2 separate regions of the Danio rerio genome follow, and region 1 is linked to region 2. The links are chromatin contacts, called in public HiCAR-type maps. All regions are on one chromosome and are shown on one strand. Each heading gives the region's core, a stretch centred on a gene start, on an enhancer-like site or on the middle of the called end of the contact. The rest is flanking DNA. Distances are from core to core; before and after follow the strand shown.

Region 1 (2,700 bases), core at 85-2,584, 190 kb before region 2:
TATATATATATATATATATATATATATATATATATATATATATATATATATATATATATATATATATATATATATATATATATAAACAGATAGTACACACTCATTTGACAGCAGTAATTTACAAACACTGACAACTATTTAAATAAATATATGGAAAGATGGGCTCAAAAAAAAAAAAAAAAGAATTTCTGTGGTTGCAGATTCCATGTAGATCTACTAATAATGTAAGCCTGATCTAAAGTGCTCTGAAACTTTAGCAACCACATGCACTTTATTTTAGCGCATAAGAAAAAAGCACTCAAACAGCCTCCAAATCAAATTAAACCAAACCTATTTACTGCATCTCCATAAACGGCATGATGAAAAAAAGCCCATTAATTGACTAATAAAAGTGTGTGTGGTGTTATGTTTGGCCCCAGCATGGCTGCATTAATGGGCATCAGATGGCAAGTATGCCAGGCAGGACTTCTGTTTCCCTGCCAAGCCGCCTATAATCTAACACTATACAACTAGTATAACTGTAGCTTTGTCTGCTATTAAAAGAATTCTGTAGTTCAAGGCCATTTCACCAAAAAAAAAATTTGCTGTAGTGTAAATTCACTCAGTCCATCCAACAAGAATTTCACTTATTTTCTTTAGTATTTATATTCATCATATGCAAGTCAAAAGCTACATGATATTTGATATAGTCAAAACAAAATAAAATACAATTATATGAATATGAATACTAAAGAAGTGAAGTACTTGTATGTGTGCTTGTGTTTTTCTCAAGAGATGTCTAACAGAAAGAACATTCTCAGAGCATTTTCTTTACTCTTTTTTCCTTCTGGAGTAAGTTATTTATTTCAGTTTGACTGGAATAAAACATTTTAAACAATTTCTAAGGTCAATATTATTAGCTAGGATTATTTTTTTTGTTTGGCTACAGAACAAACCACTGCTGTCCAATAACTTGCCTAGTTTACCTAATTAATCCTTTTATTTGCTCTAAGCTGAATACTAGAGCCTTCATGTCATACTGTCATCATGCCGAAGACAAAATAAATAAGTTTTTAAAAATGTTGACTTAAATGAACGTAATGTCAACTGAGGGTGAGCCGTTTTTGAAAATTGTAATATTCCCCCTTAAGGAATTCCTGAAACTCAACCCAACCTAAGGAGAACATGTTTAGTCAAATATTAACTCACAATCTATGAATCTGCATGTCAAAGCGCACACAAAAACGCCACATTCCATGTTCTGTGTAGATAACCTGGGTATGGTCTATATTAAACATTCAGTATTACCACACAGCATACTTGGCAAAACACTCAGGATGTGAACTCATTCCTGACATCTGAATCCAAGACTTTCCAACTCTTAGAGCAATTAAAACGTGGAACTTGGCAGATGGAACAGAATTCCTCCACTTTTATCAAGGAACAAACAGCAAAACTGTTGTGGCAATACTCTCTAGACATTGGAATGAATTCCTACCAAACACCTATTAACAAAATTATAAATCCACCAACTCTAGTCCCGGGGACGCCCCGTCCTGCACTTTGTCTATGACCATGTCTGAAATCACCCACTGAATCACTTTAAACAGTGCACTAGTTAAGGAAAAAGCCATTCATAGGGGTGTTTGAAACTATAATGGATGTTCTGAAATGCGCTCAATCAATCCCACAACGCACCACAAAAGCAAGTATACAACCAATGTACACTGAGTGGATAGAGAATACCAAAAATGTACTTGGAGACTTCTGGTTTCAACTCAAACAGTTTTTCAGAATGGGTTGGGGTTGAACGCATTATACAACCTTCACATAATAACAAATAATATTCATTCATTTTCTTGTCGGCTTAGTCCCTTTATTAATCCGGGGTCGCCACAGCGGAATGAACCGCCAACTTATCCAGCAAGTTTTTACACAGCGGATGCCCTTCCAGCCGCAACCCATCTCTGGGAAACATCCACACATACATTCTCACACACATTCTCACACACATTCTCACACACACACACACACACACACACACACACACTACGGACAATTTTAGCCTACCCAATTCACCTGTACCGCATGTCTTTGGACTGTGGGGAAAACCGGAGCACCCGGAGGAAACCCACGCAAACGCAGAAAAAACATGCAAACTCCACACAGAAACGTCAACTGAGCCGAGGTTCGAACCAGCGACCTTCTTGGTGTGAGGCGACAGCACTACCTACTGTGCCACTGCCTCGTCCTAACAAATAATATACTTTTGAGAATTATTTTAAAAGAGCTTTTGCTTAACAACATAAAGGAAGCAGATCTCACGTAATGTTTGGGAGAAATACTACAGTAAGAACTTTACCAATTAGTATTTAATGCATTTGTTGTTGAGTTGCAACGATGATTCACACACAATGACGTTGCTAAGTTCACACACACAGATACACAAACACACCCACCGCGCAGACACAAACACACAGACAGCATGCACATTCAGCTTTCCATTTTTTTTGCATGCAAATGTAACAGGATACAGGTTAATCTCCACTGCTGTATGGATATCTGTCAAAATCTAAATAAACCTGATTAAGGGCACATATTTTACCCCTTTTTTATAATTTAAAATTAGTATTAAGGTTCTTCTGAGTGTGCCAGTTTAGGTTCAGTTTAAAACACAATTCAGATTTTTTTATTATAATGTGTTAAAAAGTGTCACGTTGG
Region 2 (2,700 bases), core at 201-2,700:
TCAGAAGCGAGTATTCCAGACAGCCTATAATGATATAGAATAATAATTATCATTTAGAAAACTGAAATCTGCAATGGCAGTTCACACTAAAAGAAATTGGAATTTGCCGAGAAAATTGCTATTGTGTAATACAATAATAAATAACTATTACAAACCATATTCTGTTTGGGATTTTGACCAAGTGCATCTAGAATATTCCATTTCCGCCCGGAATTTTCCTTTCTGTGCATCCAGTCTAAAAATGCTGGGTTTTGACAATTCCATCATATTGTCCCAACACAAATCGATTAGGTTAACTTTAATGTTTTTACAAATTTAATAGATTGAACATAAAACAATCAAGTCTTTCCCTTTGCCTTCAGACACTAGCGCAGCACGGGGATCAGGGGACTGATCATTGCATGAAGATGACGATCACTGAAAGATGGAGATTCGGCTTTGGAGGATAAGAGGTTTAAGCACTTGGGGTGTACAGTAAAGAGTTAAGGGAATGCTTTATTTTCATTGCATGACAAAGCCACTAGACAGGTTTCTATAAGTAGCCAACTTCCTTTTAGGCAAATTCCAAGGGAGGGAAGAAAGTTATGTATTTATGAACAAGACGATGGGACATATAAAGGTTATTACAGGGTCTTTTTCCACATGAAAGCCCTCACTAAAACACATAAGCTAAGCTGGACTTTTACTGTGGGTCAAGTTTAGCAAGCTTGAAAACATGCCTAGGGCTGGTAGTTATTACAGCATTACAGGATGTGAAAGAATGTATATAGACTGTGTTTCTTTGGAAGCAAATGAAAACATGAAAAATAATGACAGAAATGATGTCTACCATGTACTTCTTAGGAATTCATTTTTATATCACTCTGTCAAGTCAGTAAACGAGAATCTGACCATTTAATATTTTTAATGTCACTATATTTAGGTCACTGAACCTTCGTAGTTTTGAGCCAAAAGTCCAGTTTTCTAAAGGTTTGTTACTGGAGATGTGCTGATATATCGACCAATAGTTTTTAGAACTTGTAATGAAGCAATGTTGAGTTTCTTTGCTGAACTTAATGGTTTATTGTGTTGAGTAGAATAGAGTATTATTTCCCAGAGATGGGTTGCAGCTGGAAGGGCATCTGATGCGACCCGTGATTAATAAAGGGACTAAGCCAACAAGAAAGTGATTAAATAAATAAATGAATAGAGTATTATTTATAAGAGAGAGAGGGAAAGAGAAACCAATCTCATTCATTCCTCAGAAAGGTCTTGCTCTTTTTCTACAAAAAAAAAAAGAAATAGTTTGAATTGATCCATGGTAAAAAGCAATACTTCTCATGGTATAAACATCTCATATATTTCTTGCATGTTTTTACTTGCATCTTGTTAAAGGTAAAAAAAAAAGGGTTTGTTCCCTGTCAACATAAGAAGCCTTTGGGAGTGACCACAAAGACAGCTCCTTGGCACCATCTAAAGGCAAAACAAGAACCTGCTCTGAAATCATTATCACTAACACATCTTATTTTTTGTTTAACAAGAATGAAACTCAAGACCGCTTTAGACTTAGTGGAGTATATGATTACATCTTATATGAACTTTCATTTTTGGGTAAACTATCCTTTTAATAGACACAGCGTAAACCATAAAACCTATTGTAATAAAACAGTGAAAGCCATTGGTTCAAAGGCAATAATAATAGATATAGCATTAATATTACTTCAAACTATGACAGCATTATTGCCTTCAGGTCCTGCTGTTTATATTTATCTATACAGTTGAAGTCAGAATTATTAGCCCCCTGTTTATTTTTTCCAATTTCTGTTTAGCGGAGAGAAGATTTTTTTCAACACATTTCTAAACATGATACTTTTAATAACTCATTTCTAATAAATGAATTCTTTTATCTTTGCCATGATGACAGTAAATAACATTTTACTAGTTATTTTTCAAAGCACTTCTATACAGCTCAAAGTGACATTTAAAGGCTTAACTAGGTTAATTAGGTTAACTAGGGAGGTTAGGGTAATTAGGCAAGTTATTGTATAATGATTGTTTGTTCTGCAGACTATCAAAAAAAATTAGCTTTAAGGGGCTAATAATTTTGTCCTTAAAATAGTGTTTAAAACATTCATAGCTGCTTTTATTCTAGCTGAAATTAAACAAATAAGACTCCAGAAGAAAAAAAAATGTTATCAGATATACTGTGATATATATATATATATATATATATATATATATATATATATATATATATATATATATATATATATATATATATATATATAATTTGATAAATGACATAATTTCTGTATAAATTGCTTAACATGACAAGTCAAGCAATTTATAAAGCAATACTGTCATTTATCGAGGAACTGTAGATTGCAGAAAAACTGGTTAGGGTAAATGGGTGATGCAGTGGTGCAGTAGGTGCTGTCGCCTCACAGCAAGAAGGTCACTGGTTCGAGCCTGGGCTGGGTCAGTTGGTGTTTCTGTGTGGAGTTCGCATGATCTCTTTGCATTCGTGTGGGCTTCCTTTGGGTGCTCAGGTTTCCACCACAGCCCAAAGACATGTGGTACAGTTGAATTGGGTGGGCTAAACTGTCTGTAGTGCATGTGTGTGAATGAGTGTGTATGGATGTTTCCCAGAGATGGGTTGCAACTGGAAGGGCATCCGCTGTGTGAAACATATGCTGGATAAGTTGGCTGTGGCGACCCCAG

What was found. HiCAR-type assays count read pairs that join an accessible place to other places.
Region 1: a contact with region 2 is called in a HiCAR-type map of caudal fin, with 5 times the contacts expected there. The contact joins two enhancer-like sites. A contact is called at or near these places in 4 of 18 Hi-C or Micro-C datasets (caudal fin, embryo and an unstated tissue) and 1 of 4 datasets of contacts at active chromatin or transcription factors (caudal fin).

Annotation. Positions count from the first base shown.
Region 1 is chr7:57,994,830-57,997,529 of GRCz12tu, reverse strand. All of the region lies in intron 23 of adamts7 (a disintegrin-like and metallopeptidase (reprolysin type) with thrombospondin type 1 motif, 7), which reads left to right. All of the region lies in intron 11 of myo9aa (myosin IXAa), which reads right to left. Among named protein-coding and RNA genes, the nearest start is that of scamp2l, 84 kb to the left of the region's middle. Within about 2 kb of position 1,334, at least 9 of the 62 cell types and tissues checked have an H3K27ac peak or open chromatin away from gene starts, as enhancers often do. A contact at or near this core is called in caudal fin, where this site is marked.
Region 2 is chr7:57,805,226-57,807,925 of GRCz12tu, reverse strand. The region is part of intron 23 of adamts7 (a disintegrin-like and metallopeptidase (reprolysin type) with thrombospondin type 1 motif, 7); the gene reads left to right. Among named protein-coding and RNA genes, the nearest start is that of senp8, 19 kb to the left of the region's middle. Within about 2 kb of position 1,450, at least 2 of the 62 cell types and tissues checked have an H3K27ac peak or open chromatin away from gene starts, as enhancers often do. A contact at or near this core is called in caudal fin, where this site is marked.